Linked DNA regions of Mus musculus: regions 1 and 3 are each linked to region 2. Evidence: chromatin contacts called from public Hi-C data. All regions are on one chromosome and are shown on one strand. The core of a region is the stretch at or near the end of the contact, and the rest is flanking DNA. Distances in the headings are between cores, read along the strand shown. Region 1 has its middle 7.3 kb from the start of Gm40603. Region 2 overlaps Hivep2 (human immunodeficiency virus type I enhancer binding protein 2). Region 3 has its middle 69 kb from the start of Gm40603.

Region 1 (3,640 bases), core at 819-3,318, 300 kb before region 2:
ATCCATGTGAAAGACCCATCCCCACAAAGACTGAAATGTTATAAAGCATGTGCAGAAAGAGTGTATAGTACCCAGACAACCTATACAGGACCCATCATGCAGGGTGTGCGAAGTGTTGAGCTTCTAGCTTCTCTCCAAGCTCTAGACCTCTTTCTTTTTTGGAACTGCTCTCTTCTTTACATAATGCCTCTATTCCCACTACTATCTGTATCTCTCTGCCTAATTTCTTTTTATTTTATTTTATTTATTAGATATTTACTTCATTTACATTTCCAATGCTATCCCAAAAGTCTCCCATACCCTCCCCTCTCCACTCCCTTACCCACCCACTCCCACTTCTTGGCCCTGGCGTTCCCCTGTACTGAGGCATATAGTTTGTAAGACCAAGGGGCCTCTCTTTCCAATTATGGCCGACTAGGCCATCTTCTGATACTTATGCAGCTAGAGACACGAACTCCGGGGGTACTGGTTAGTTCATATTGTTGTTCCACCTATAGGGTTGCAGACCCCTTTAGCTCCTTGGGTGCTTTCTCTAGCTCCTCCATTGGGGGCCCTGTGATCCATCCAATAGCTGACTGTGAGCATCCACTTCTGTGTTTGCTAGGCCCCGGTATAGCCTCACAAGAGACAGCTATATCAGGGTCCTTTCAGCAAAATCTTGCTAGTATATGCAATGGTGTCAGTGTTTAGAGGCTGATTATGGGATGGATCTCTGGGTATGGCAGTCTCTAGATGGTCCATCCTTTTGTCTCAGCTCCAAACTTTGTCTCTGTAACTCCTTCCATGGGTGTTTTGTTCCCAATTCTAAGAAGGGGCAAAAGTGTCCACACTTTGGTCTTCATTCTTCTTGAGTTTCATGTGTTTTGCAAATTGTATCTTGTATATTGGGTATCCTAAGTTTCTGGCCTAATTTCTTATTCAGGGACGCAAGAACCCGGAATCCCAGCAGGTTCTTGCCTTACCCTGATACCTGCTTACGAGCACCAAGGATGCTGCTAAGCATTCTACAATGTACAGAACAGCCCCAATGGAAAGGAATCCCATTCAATGTCAGTCCTACAGAAGCCGAGGAGGAGTAGCTCTAGAGCCTAGACAGTGAGCTTCTGGGATTGCTATATCAAATCTGTAGAACTTGAAAGTTTAGAAATAAAAGGTACTGCCCATAGACTATCTGCATCAGCTTGGGGAGAAAGGCTGTATCTGGACTTTTGAGCACGAGCTCTGGTCAAGTAGATGAGGGGACTCTTGGCTCTTGTAACCCTAAGGCATCATCTTATAAACAAGCCTGTGCATCTCTTATCAAAAATGCTTTATAGGATCGATCGTACTTACCCTCCTTTTAAACTGAGCTCTGCGTTTGCCAAGGCAGCATTCTGATTGTGATCTTGCTTCTTATGTAACTTAGCAACCATAAGAAATGCTGAGTGTCTACCCCACCCTCCACCCACCCAACTCTCTGGAAAAGTCTTTTAACTGCATTTCTAGCCAAGTACCTTGCAGTCTTCCTTCTGGTCTCTTGAATAAGAGTCCTACCTAACACTAAATAAAGTTCTGAGCCACCAGGTTTAGCAGTGCTTCATCAACGCGGGTGAATCGGAGCTGGGGAGCAACTCCAGAGATGTCCATTTTTCTGAAATCCACAGACATTGCGTAATGAGTACTGTTTGAATCCCAGTTTACCCCAAGTACCAAAATGCAAAGCGCCCCCAAAGAACATACTGAAGCCAAATGAACAAGATAACATTTAAACTGCAACTGCAACTGCAACTCCTTGAGTACATTGTATTCATTTAACGAAGATTATTTTCAGAGTTCAGGCATCTATTTAAAGTTCAGAACCTATGATTAATATCTAAATTGCTGATGAGCTGGGGTTTTTTTTTCTTTTTTTGATCCCAACTATTGCCAAGCAATGGCACATCATTAAATGCTGCAGCAGCAAGATTTGCTTCTAAAGAACTGAGCTTATAGAACAGGAGAGGAGGCAGGAAGGAGGAGAGAGTGGGGGAGCTCGAGCAGCTGAATGGTGAGGAGGCCTTTCTTCTTACACTACAGAATGAAAGGCATCACAGCTCTTCCCACACCTGAGATGTTTGTCACTAAAACCACTTCCTTCTCTGAAGTGGGTGGAGACAGTCATTTCGCAGCTCTGAAATTCACATCCTATTCTTCTTCCAGACCTCCTCCTCCGAGCTGCTCTTGGTTCACCCTCCCCATAAACACCCACTCTGCTGCAGGAATTGCAGTTTGCAAGCTGAGAGTCTCTCACGGCAGACAGAGGACAAGCTAAGCAGGGAAAGCAGGATGGGATTTAAGACTCTGAAATTCAATGTCTGTTTTCCCAGGTTTCTGACTTCCCCTAGTATGGAAGCCAAACAAAGCATCATCGGGCATCTTGATAAAGGCAATTGATCTCACCAATTTGCCTTTAAACCAAATATGTTGATGAAATGGCCACCTAACTTCATTTTGATGTGAAGCTCACCTGAAATTCATCTCACAGCCCTTCCAGTTACAGAAGCACCACGTGATGTAAGTTTCTCCTGGGTTCTGAAAACTGGGAGGCTGGCATTGAGCTCTGTGGTTTGTTGGGCTTTGCTATGACAAATGTTTTAGTCGTGCTAGCCCCAAATTAAAGGATGATGCCGAAAATCCTTGCTCATTTGGAAAAATGTTGGAACAAGAATTTGAAGACGATGACTCCCTGAATTCTCCAGGAAATGACATCATCCAGCTCAAACAAACAGCACTTTTCAGAGAGCACTAGTCAGAAGCACAAGCTGTTCTACGTGCCTGGAACTCACCAGGCTGGAGTTCTGGGAAGGGATCTACTGTAAGTTATAGCACGGAGGGCGGCTAAGGAATTTGAGGATGAAGGTCTTCTTGAACGGTTACCTAACTCGTTTCCTCAGTCTCACGCCTTTCTATTGACAACTTATCCCTGTCTGACACCTTTCCATTGTATTTTCAAATATTTTTACCAAGTAAAATCTGTTTTCCATAGTTGATAAAAGAAACTGCCAATTTTTAAGGTTTTGCTACTTAGGACTACAGATATCTACGAAGATGAGTACATAAAACCTTAGGTTTAGGCAGAACATATTTATCTATGCAAGACGAAAGATCCAGGGAAGATACAATGAATGAGAACCAATTTGGACCCAGCTATCTTGGAGTCTTCCTCTGGTTTCTTTAACAGGAGTTCTCCATAACACTAAATAATGGTCCTGGGGCATCATTTCATTTCTGATTGCTGGAGATTGGTTTCTGATTCATCAGTGGATGTAAATATAAATGTAGTTCCAACAATTCACAGAAAAATTAGCCTTTGGAACATAATGTTAGAAAAAAATAGAGTCATTTTCTTAGTGGCATTAAAGGAAGCATGACTATTCGGCCACCATGGTGGTGGTGGGGGAGGGGGGCAGCACAAAGTGGCAAAGGGAGAATTTATTAAGAGGAAGAAATTTAAAATTTAAAACCGCAAGAAAAAGGTGTGCATGGTGGCACATTTCTTCAGTCCTAGAACGTGAAGCAGAGGTAGGAGGATCTTTGTGGGTTCAAGTCCTGCCTGATTTATATAACAATTTCCAGACCAGCCAGAAAGAAGGAAAAAATCTAATTAATAACTCTAATTAAT
Region 2 (3,800 bases), core at 1,018-3,517:
AGCTACATATATAGTTATAAAAATGCCAAAGCAGATTCCATGCTAAGCTCTGCCAAAAAGAGAACAATTACTCTTACCCATCAGCATGCAGCCTCAAAATTATATTCTCTTTTCCAAATAGAAGCCGTCATCAGATTACAAAAAACGAGGATATCCTGCCGAAACTCAACTAGTTCTTATATGGCATAAGCACAATGCAATCAAGGGACAAGCAGCTATTCCCTCCCACACAAATTATATTCTTCTGTGAAATGTATTTTTAATGAAAAATGCATAGCCCTCCTCCGTGTTTGGTTCTGCGCTCCCACTCCTCCACATAAAAGCATACATTCATTTTGAAGAAAGGGAGAACTGTATACCTCCTTAGGACACCCCCTACACCACAGAGCACAGGAGAATAGACGCATCCTACCCCTCAGATGGATCTTTCCACACACTGTCACTCCTCAAAAAGCAAATCGAGTTGCCAGTGACACCTGGGAGATACTTCAATGGAATCAACCAAGAGGGCTTCACCCATGTTTAAGTGATTTCTTTCTAATCAGATGCATTAAGGAAGCTTAATTTATTCGATTACCAATGACTCAAAACCCCTAGCTCTGAATTTCAATCTCTCACAAGTTTCAAGCGATAAATTGCTTGCTTGTGAGTCACCCTGCTTCTCCAAGGAGCGAGTTCTCAAAGGGAAAGGAAAGGGTTTGGGTAGGTGAGCTTTGCCTGGCACCTGCCTCTCTTTCTTTCTCCTACAGTCATTCGAATTTTAAATGACCAAAACTGAAACAACATGACTTGGCAGGTGATAGGTTTTTGCCATTAGGAAGGCTCATGTGAAAGGAAGAGACAAAAATAATTACAAAATGTCCCATGCCCACTTCATGGAACAGAATGAAACCAAAGAGCTATGAATAAAATACTTCCAGACAGTTTCTTCACCCCACACTTCTTTCTCAGGGTACCAGAGGCAGAGATTATCTCCTAATTTGGTTCCTAGGAAGCAAACTATCAAGAAAGTTGTTGCAGTAAGACTGGTAATGCTACATTAAGAGAAAATGCCCTGATTTTGGAAGGGGTGTGTGGGGGAAATAACAAAATTGGTAAGCAAAATCAGTAATTTCTTTTCATAGTGGAAATCGTCTTAAAAGACCAGAAAAGTAATTCTACCTAAATGAGTAAATGTTATAATTGCATTTCAGTAAAAAGAGTGTTTACATTTTGTCTAATTGGCATTTAAAGAAACCAAAATCATCACCAGAAAGATCGCCACCCACAGAGGCAGCCTAGTGTGCCCTGCCTCACATGTGACCCCCACCCACCTGCTTAAGCCCCGCCTTCCTTCACGCCACAGGAAATTGGGAATCACTTCTGCAAACAAGTAGCAGGAGGAAATGATAAAGACAGGAAGATAAAGAGGAGGAAAGAAGTGGTGTGGAGACAGACAGACAGACCATTTGGGGGAGAGCACACACAGCGTTTTAGATATTGGGGCCAATCTGGCTACAGTTTAGTAATCTTACATTCGTTCGAAAGAAAAAAAAAAGTGGGAAAGGAAGCAAATTAAAAATTCCTGTGTGTTAGTTATAATTCATCTCCACACATATACACAAATGCACAGGTCTCCATAGCTTGTCAAAATAAGGTGCAGGTTAAAAAATAAAATCAGTGCTACATGGATAGCCAACTAAACTCAAACACAAAATTCTTATCACTGTGCCTACTCAACATCTTAAAATTTAGAACCTCTGCTCTTATTCATGGCTAACAACAGCAACAACAATTCAGCTGCTCATGGATCTTTCCAGCAGATATGAAAGGCAACCTCTTAACTAATTAGAATCCTATGCAGCTCTATCCAACCCAGAGTTGCCACCCTCCTCCCCCAGCTGCCCACAGCGGGGGTTCTAACTATCCACTTTCTCGGTCCGGAAATGCACCTTTCCCCACAGGCAGCCACAGCGAAGAGCTAAGGAAAGAGCTGAGCCAGGGATTCGGCTGTTCACAAAAGGAATTCCCCTCCCTTCCCCTCTTTCTCCCTCCCCCTTCTTCTTCTGTCCCTCCCCCGTCATCACTGGTGAATAATATCCCTCACTACCTGCCTTGATCAACACCGTGAGCCCCTGTCTTCAGGCATGCAGGGAATTTAACAGCCTGGAAATTCCTGTTGTCCACTCGCTGAGGTCACAGATAAAGCTAAACAACAGCCGTGGCTCCCATCAATCATAAGTCACTCGCTGGGAGAATGTATGGAAGGAGACCTGATGTAAGCGAGTCACCAGAGAAAATACCCACTGATGACGCATATCCAGGCATAAAAATAGTCACAGGGCCCTCAAAGGGATTATTCAACAGCCTACATTTAGACTTTCTTACAACAGACCTGAAGTCAATGTGCCACAGTAAGTGGCTGAAGTTTAAGTTCAACAGACAGAACCAGGAATAGTTGCTTTAAACATGCTCCCACCGTAACAAGCTGTTTAGTAAGTTTTAGCATCTCTTTCTAAGCATCAAACAGTACCAACCAGCCATCTCACAAAATGCCACAGCATTGTTAATTCTACTCACAACTTTCAAAGCACAATTTCTGCTTATAACACACATGGCCTAAGAACATTAGACTCAAGCAGTCCAGAGATACATTGTCACCACAGGAGATACATAGTCACCACAGGAGATACATAGTCGCCACAGGAGATCCATAGTCATGGCTGTTTCCTCAACTGAAGGTAGGAAAATAGTACAAACTGCAGTTGTGAATCTTTTGTCTCTGGAAAACATGCTTTTAAGTGGAATAAAACTTAATAACAAGGTACACCACAGAAGCTGACATTCTGCTCCCTGTCTTTGCGGTTATAATTGTTCAGAAGTGGTTGGATCATTTATAGGAATAATTATGGTGTGTGTTACATACACCTGCTACATGTGGAACATTTATGTGCTCATTAAGATTAATAGCTCATGAGCATGACCACTGTTCAACAAATGGGTGCATGAAAATAAGAAATGATGAGATCTTAACCAAGCAAGTGACAAAATATTAATGATGGCATAAAGCCTGGATTGTTAGGTTGTTGTTGTTGTTGTTGTTGTTTTATGAGGAGAAAAATATCTTTTTACGTGTATCACAATTATAATAATAATTCAAGTTATTTGTTCCTTTCCCATCCTACTCAAACATATGTGCAGCTTGCAGATCAGAAAAGGCTGGATTTTGACATATTTTCTATCTGAATATCTAAAAATGTTCCCCTCCAAGTTTCCTACGGCGAACAATGAAGGAAACTGGCTATCACAGACCCTAAAATTCAGCCTCAGGATTTGAACACCTCGCCTGCTTGCTATGTCCTCCTCCTTGTTAGCCTTACTTGGCGATTCTCCGAATAATGCAGATTTCCACTGTTGTCATGCAAATTTATCAGCCACACAGAAGGGATCTGTGATAGAGTTGATCTCAGTACCTGATGTTACTGGCTGCCCTGCCTACACGACTAGCAAAGGGCTCTTAGCAACAAGACTGTCACTCTGACAGAGCATTGCGGGCTTTTGTTTTAGAAGTATCTGACTTCTCTGGAACAGCAAAGGTGACACCTTTCTCTACTGGTAAGCTCTTCACCACTTTCCTCAAGTATGATAGCAGGGCTATAAATACAGGTGAAAATTATTTTTAGTTCAAAGATTTTTCACAGAGTGCTCGAATTTCTCTCCTATGCATATGTGTCAACAGTATGTGGCCTAGTTTAAGGAACCTAACCGGAAACGTTCACGGGTGCCCCCTAGTTGAGAATCACTAAGCAATGTGGGAGAAA
Region 3 (3,732 bases), core at 686-3,185, 370 kb before region 2:
TTCTACCGGAGGCTGAGGGCAGTGAAGGTGTGTCTGTTACCGTGCTAAGTACACTCCAGCAGCTAAAGGAAGCTCCTTCCACCACCACCCACCATAGTTTTCAAATACATAATAATGCTTTGGGTCTATGGCTGTACATGAACTATGCTCAGCTCTCCAAGACTTAGTCCCATCACTCTTTACTTAATAGTAGTGTTTATAGAGGTAATTATCCCTAAACAAAACAATAAATACACTAGAGATTTCAGTGTAAGCCCTCGGAGTCCCTATACAAATACAAGGAAGCTTCAGGTCTTTGCCAACCACGGTTGGTACAGTCTTGACCCACAGGAGGCAGAAACAGGAATTGCACAAGGTCAAAGGCTGCCTGAACTGTACAGTGAGAGCCAGCATCACAGAAAACCAAACGACGTAAAACCCTCCAGGGAGGGATTTCAACTGTGTGTCGCCCACTTGAGGTGACTTTTTAAACAAATGACAGACATTTGCAGATGAAGAGGAGAACTTAAACAGGGAAACTTTTCATGAGACTTGTCGTTATTCCCTTTTGCTATAGAAAGTTCAAGACAAGAGGCTCGGCAATATGTCACCCAGGCTTCCACGGCATGTTCCAGATGCAAGGTTGCCTTATTGGGCTCAGCTTTGCACATAGGACTTCTCCTAAGATTTTCACTTTGTCCTTTTTGTAGTCTACAGTTTCTGACACTAGCATGACCTTTCTCTCTTCCTTTCTTAACACCTGCTTAAGTCACACTGGCTGTCACTGTGTCCCCCTCCCTGCCTATATGTCTGCCTCATTTCCTGGCATTCCCTCACACCCCGTGTGACCTTTGCTTTCATCACATTGTCATGTCCTTAGTGTCTAAAATTATTGAAAAAACCTCATTTACCCATGTACACTCTCTACTCTACCATTCTATAAATAGCATATGATTTGATAGTCTTGTCTTAGGATAATAAAAACAGTAATAATATGTCCAGCACAAAACAACTTCTGTAACTTGGAATACAGCCCTTGGTAAGGATGATCAAAACCCTATCTTCCATTTGAGTGCTGCAAAAAAACCAAAAGCCCTGCACTTCACGCCAAGTGCTTATGCTAGTGTTATAGTTAAGTAGTTCTCAACCTATAGGCAGTGAACCCCTTTGAAGGTCGAATGACCATTTCATAAGGGTCGCTTAAGACCATTAGAAAACAGATATTTGCATTATGATTCACAAGAGTCATAAAATTACAATTATGAAGTAGCAACACAAATAGTTCTATGGTTGGGAGGGTCACCACAACATGAGGACGTGTGTTAAAGTGTCACAGCCTTAGGAAGGTTGAGAACCACTGGTCTAGGATAGCCTTCATCTCCAACGGTTTGGTTTAACCACAGTGGCAAAGTCCCTTCTTCAGTGGTACTTTGCCCCAGAAACGACAGCGGATAAAATCCGGAGAAGCCTCGCTTGTCAGCAACCTGTCTTCCAATCCTTAATCAATGGGAAACGTCTGGTAGAGAAGATATTGCTTTAAAAGGACAGCAGTCTAGATAGCTAGAGACACCTGGGTTTGTTTCTTCAAAGGTTTGGGGAGCTCACTGTGAAACACGGACTGCATCCTTCCATTCCTGCCATGGCTATATGAGTCCACTGGGTGACGCCCTGCTCCCTCCTTCAGCTCCTTCAGCCTGAAGGCAAACCATCTAAAGACCAGGCACTCTCTGGATGGTTGGGCTGTCTCTGGTGAGGGCACGGACCTTGTCATTTCTCACGGAATAGTAAGAGGATTTCTTTTATAAGACAATGAAATGATACTATCCCTCACTTTGATTCTCTAAGTACTGTTAAAGTAATACTATAACAAACAGGATTCATCACCTCAAGGATATCAATTTCAGGCAGGCGACTGTAAATATTTACATCACCAGCAGATGGCACTGTCCTATTAACAATAGACTAACAGCCCTAGACCACAGCGTTCTGCATCAATCCTGCAAGGTTGGTGATGCTAGATACTGCACTGCTCAGCTCTTGCGTGGGGTCAGCCTTGAAATCTTTGATCAAACAGCCGAAATGTTTGCTCCGTGCTTTTGGTGAACGCGCATGGTAAATGAAGAAAAGAGAAATGTCCAACCTTCTCTTTAAATTTCATTTTGCCCTTCCCTACTTGCTTAAAATCACATTTCTGAGAGAAAATGTTGTACTGAAAGGAAGAGAAACAAAATACGGCTAAAACTCCTTTCTTTTTCCTTTTCTTTTTTTAAATTGAAATAGATTCTTATCTCATACAATAGATCCCAACAAAACAGTTTCCCCTCCCTTCACCCATCAAGGACCTACTCCCTTTCTTGATCCCTTCAGAAAAGACCAGGCCTCTAAGAGACAATGACCAAATATAACAAAACAAACTACCTCAGACAAGGCAAAAGGCCTCACAGTGAGGCTGAACAAAGCAACCCAATAGGAAGGTCCCAAAAGTAAGCAAAAACGTCAAGAGATACACCTGCTCCCACAGTTAGGGGTCTCATAAAAACAAGCTAACAGCTCCATCGCATACACAGAGGATCTGGTGCAGAGCCACACAGGCCCCAAGCTTGCCACTTCAGTCTCTCTGAGCCCTGCTTAGCTGATTCTGTGGACCACATTCTCCTGGTGTCCTGAATTCAGACCCTCTGACTCTTACAATCTTGCCTCTACTTCTTCCACTGGCTTCCCTGAGCTCTGAGGGGTGGGACATGATGGAGACCCCCAATTTAGATTCTCTCTCCACATACTGTGTCTGCATCCACTCCCACCCGCTGCCAGTGGATGCCTCTCTCATGATGCCTAGAAACGGCATAGACCTATGAGCACAGCAGAATCTTAAAAGGAAACATTTCTTGAGTTTTGTTTCTTTTCGTTTTATTGTTTATTTTTATTTCGTTTGGTTTTGGTTTTGGTTTTGGCAAGTCAAGTTGGGTTCTACCCTAGGTCTCTGGACTATCCAGTCTCCAATTCCTGACCAGTGTCCTTCACGGGGACCCTCTAGTGGAGTGGGCCTCAAACTAAATCAGACGTTAGATGGCCACTCCCAGGAGTTCTGGGCCACCCTTGCTCCAGCACATTTTGCAGGCAGGACAGATTATAGGTCAAAGGTTTTCCGGTTGGGTTGGTGTCCATATTTCTCTTTCAGTAACCTGAAGAGTACCCTCCCACAACAAAGAGACTAGAAAGTCAGGGAGAAGGTTCCATGGAGGAACCAGCTCGACCGCTCCGTGTTCACTGAGCTGTGTGAATGTTCAGTGCTGCTGTTGTGCTCAGCACTGGGGCCCTGCTGTCAGTTTGCAGAGAGCAGCCCTCTGTTTGTGCATCAGCCTCAGTTGTTTGGGAGTCTCCCTGGGACCCCCTCAGCCAACAACTAAGCCAAATGCAACCTGGTCCTGCCATAGTTTTTTATTTTGTTGGGTTTGTTTGTCTGTCTGTTTGTCTTTCAATGTGCTTTTATTTGGTTGCAGTTTGCTGGGGGTTTTGTTGTTGTTGCTGTTTGTTTTGGTTTGGTTTAGTTTTTCTTTTCTTTTCTTTTTTTTTTTTTTGGTGCTGTTTTATTTTGTTTGCTTGGTTGGGGGATTGTTTATTGTATTTTAGTTGAGAAAGAATTGAAAGTTGGGTGGATAGAGGGGGATGATATGGAAAAACTTGGGCGAGGGGAAGAATATAATCCAAAGACATATTTAAATTTAAATTTTGTTTTAAATAATAAAATATATA

The links. A called contact is a pair of places that touch in the nucleus more often than the background predicts.
Region 1: a contact with region 2 is called in a Hi-C map of cortical neurons, with 3 times the contacts expected there. The contact joins two enhancer-like sites. A contact is called at or near these places in 4 of 484 Hi-C or Micro-C datasets (cerebral cortex, cortical neurons and regulatory T cells) and 2 of 115 datasets of contacts at active chromatin or transcription factors (neural progenitor cells and pancreatic cancer cells).
Region 3: a Hi-C map of cortical neurons shows a contact between it and region 2, with 3 times the contacts expected there. The contact joins two enhancer-like sites.

Annotation. Positions count from the first base shown.
Region 1 is chr10:14,313,274-14,316,913 of GRCm38.p6, reverse strand. No RefSeq gene overlaps it. Among named protein-coding and RNA genes, the nearest start is that of Gm40603, 7.3 kb to the left of the region's middle. Within about 2 kb of position 2,068, at least 66 of the 459 cell types and tissues checked have an H3K27ac peak or open chromatin away from gene starts, as enhancers often do. A contact at or near this core is called in cortical neurons, pancreatic cancer cells and regulatory T cells, where this site is marked.
Region 2 is chr10:14,016,403-14,020,202 of GRCm38.p6, reverse strand. The region is part of intron 1 of Hivep2 (human immunodeficiency virus type I enhancer binding protein 2); the gene reads right to left. Among named protein-coding and RNA genes, the nearest start is that of Hivep2, 52 kb to the right of the region's middle. Within about 2 kb of position 2,267, at least 168 of the 459 cell types and tissues checked have an H3K27ac peak or open chromatin away from gene starts, as enhancers often do. A contact at or near this core is called in cortical neurons, pancreatic cancer cells and regulatory T cells, where this site is marked.
Region 3 is chr10:14,389,379-14,393,110 of GRCm38.p6, reverse strand. No RefSeq gene overlaps it. Among named protein-coding and RNA genes, the nearest start is that of Gm40603, 69 kb to the right of the region's middle. Within about 2 kb of position 1,935, at least 17 of the 459 cell types and tissues checked have an H3K27ac peak or open chromatin away from gene starts, as enhancers often do. A contact at or near this core is called in cortical neurons, where this site is marked.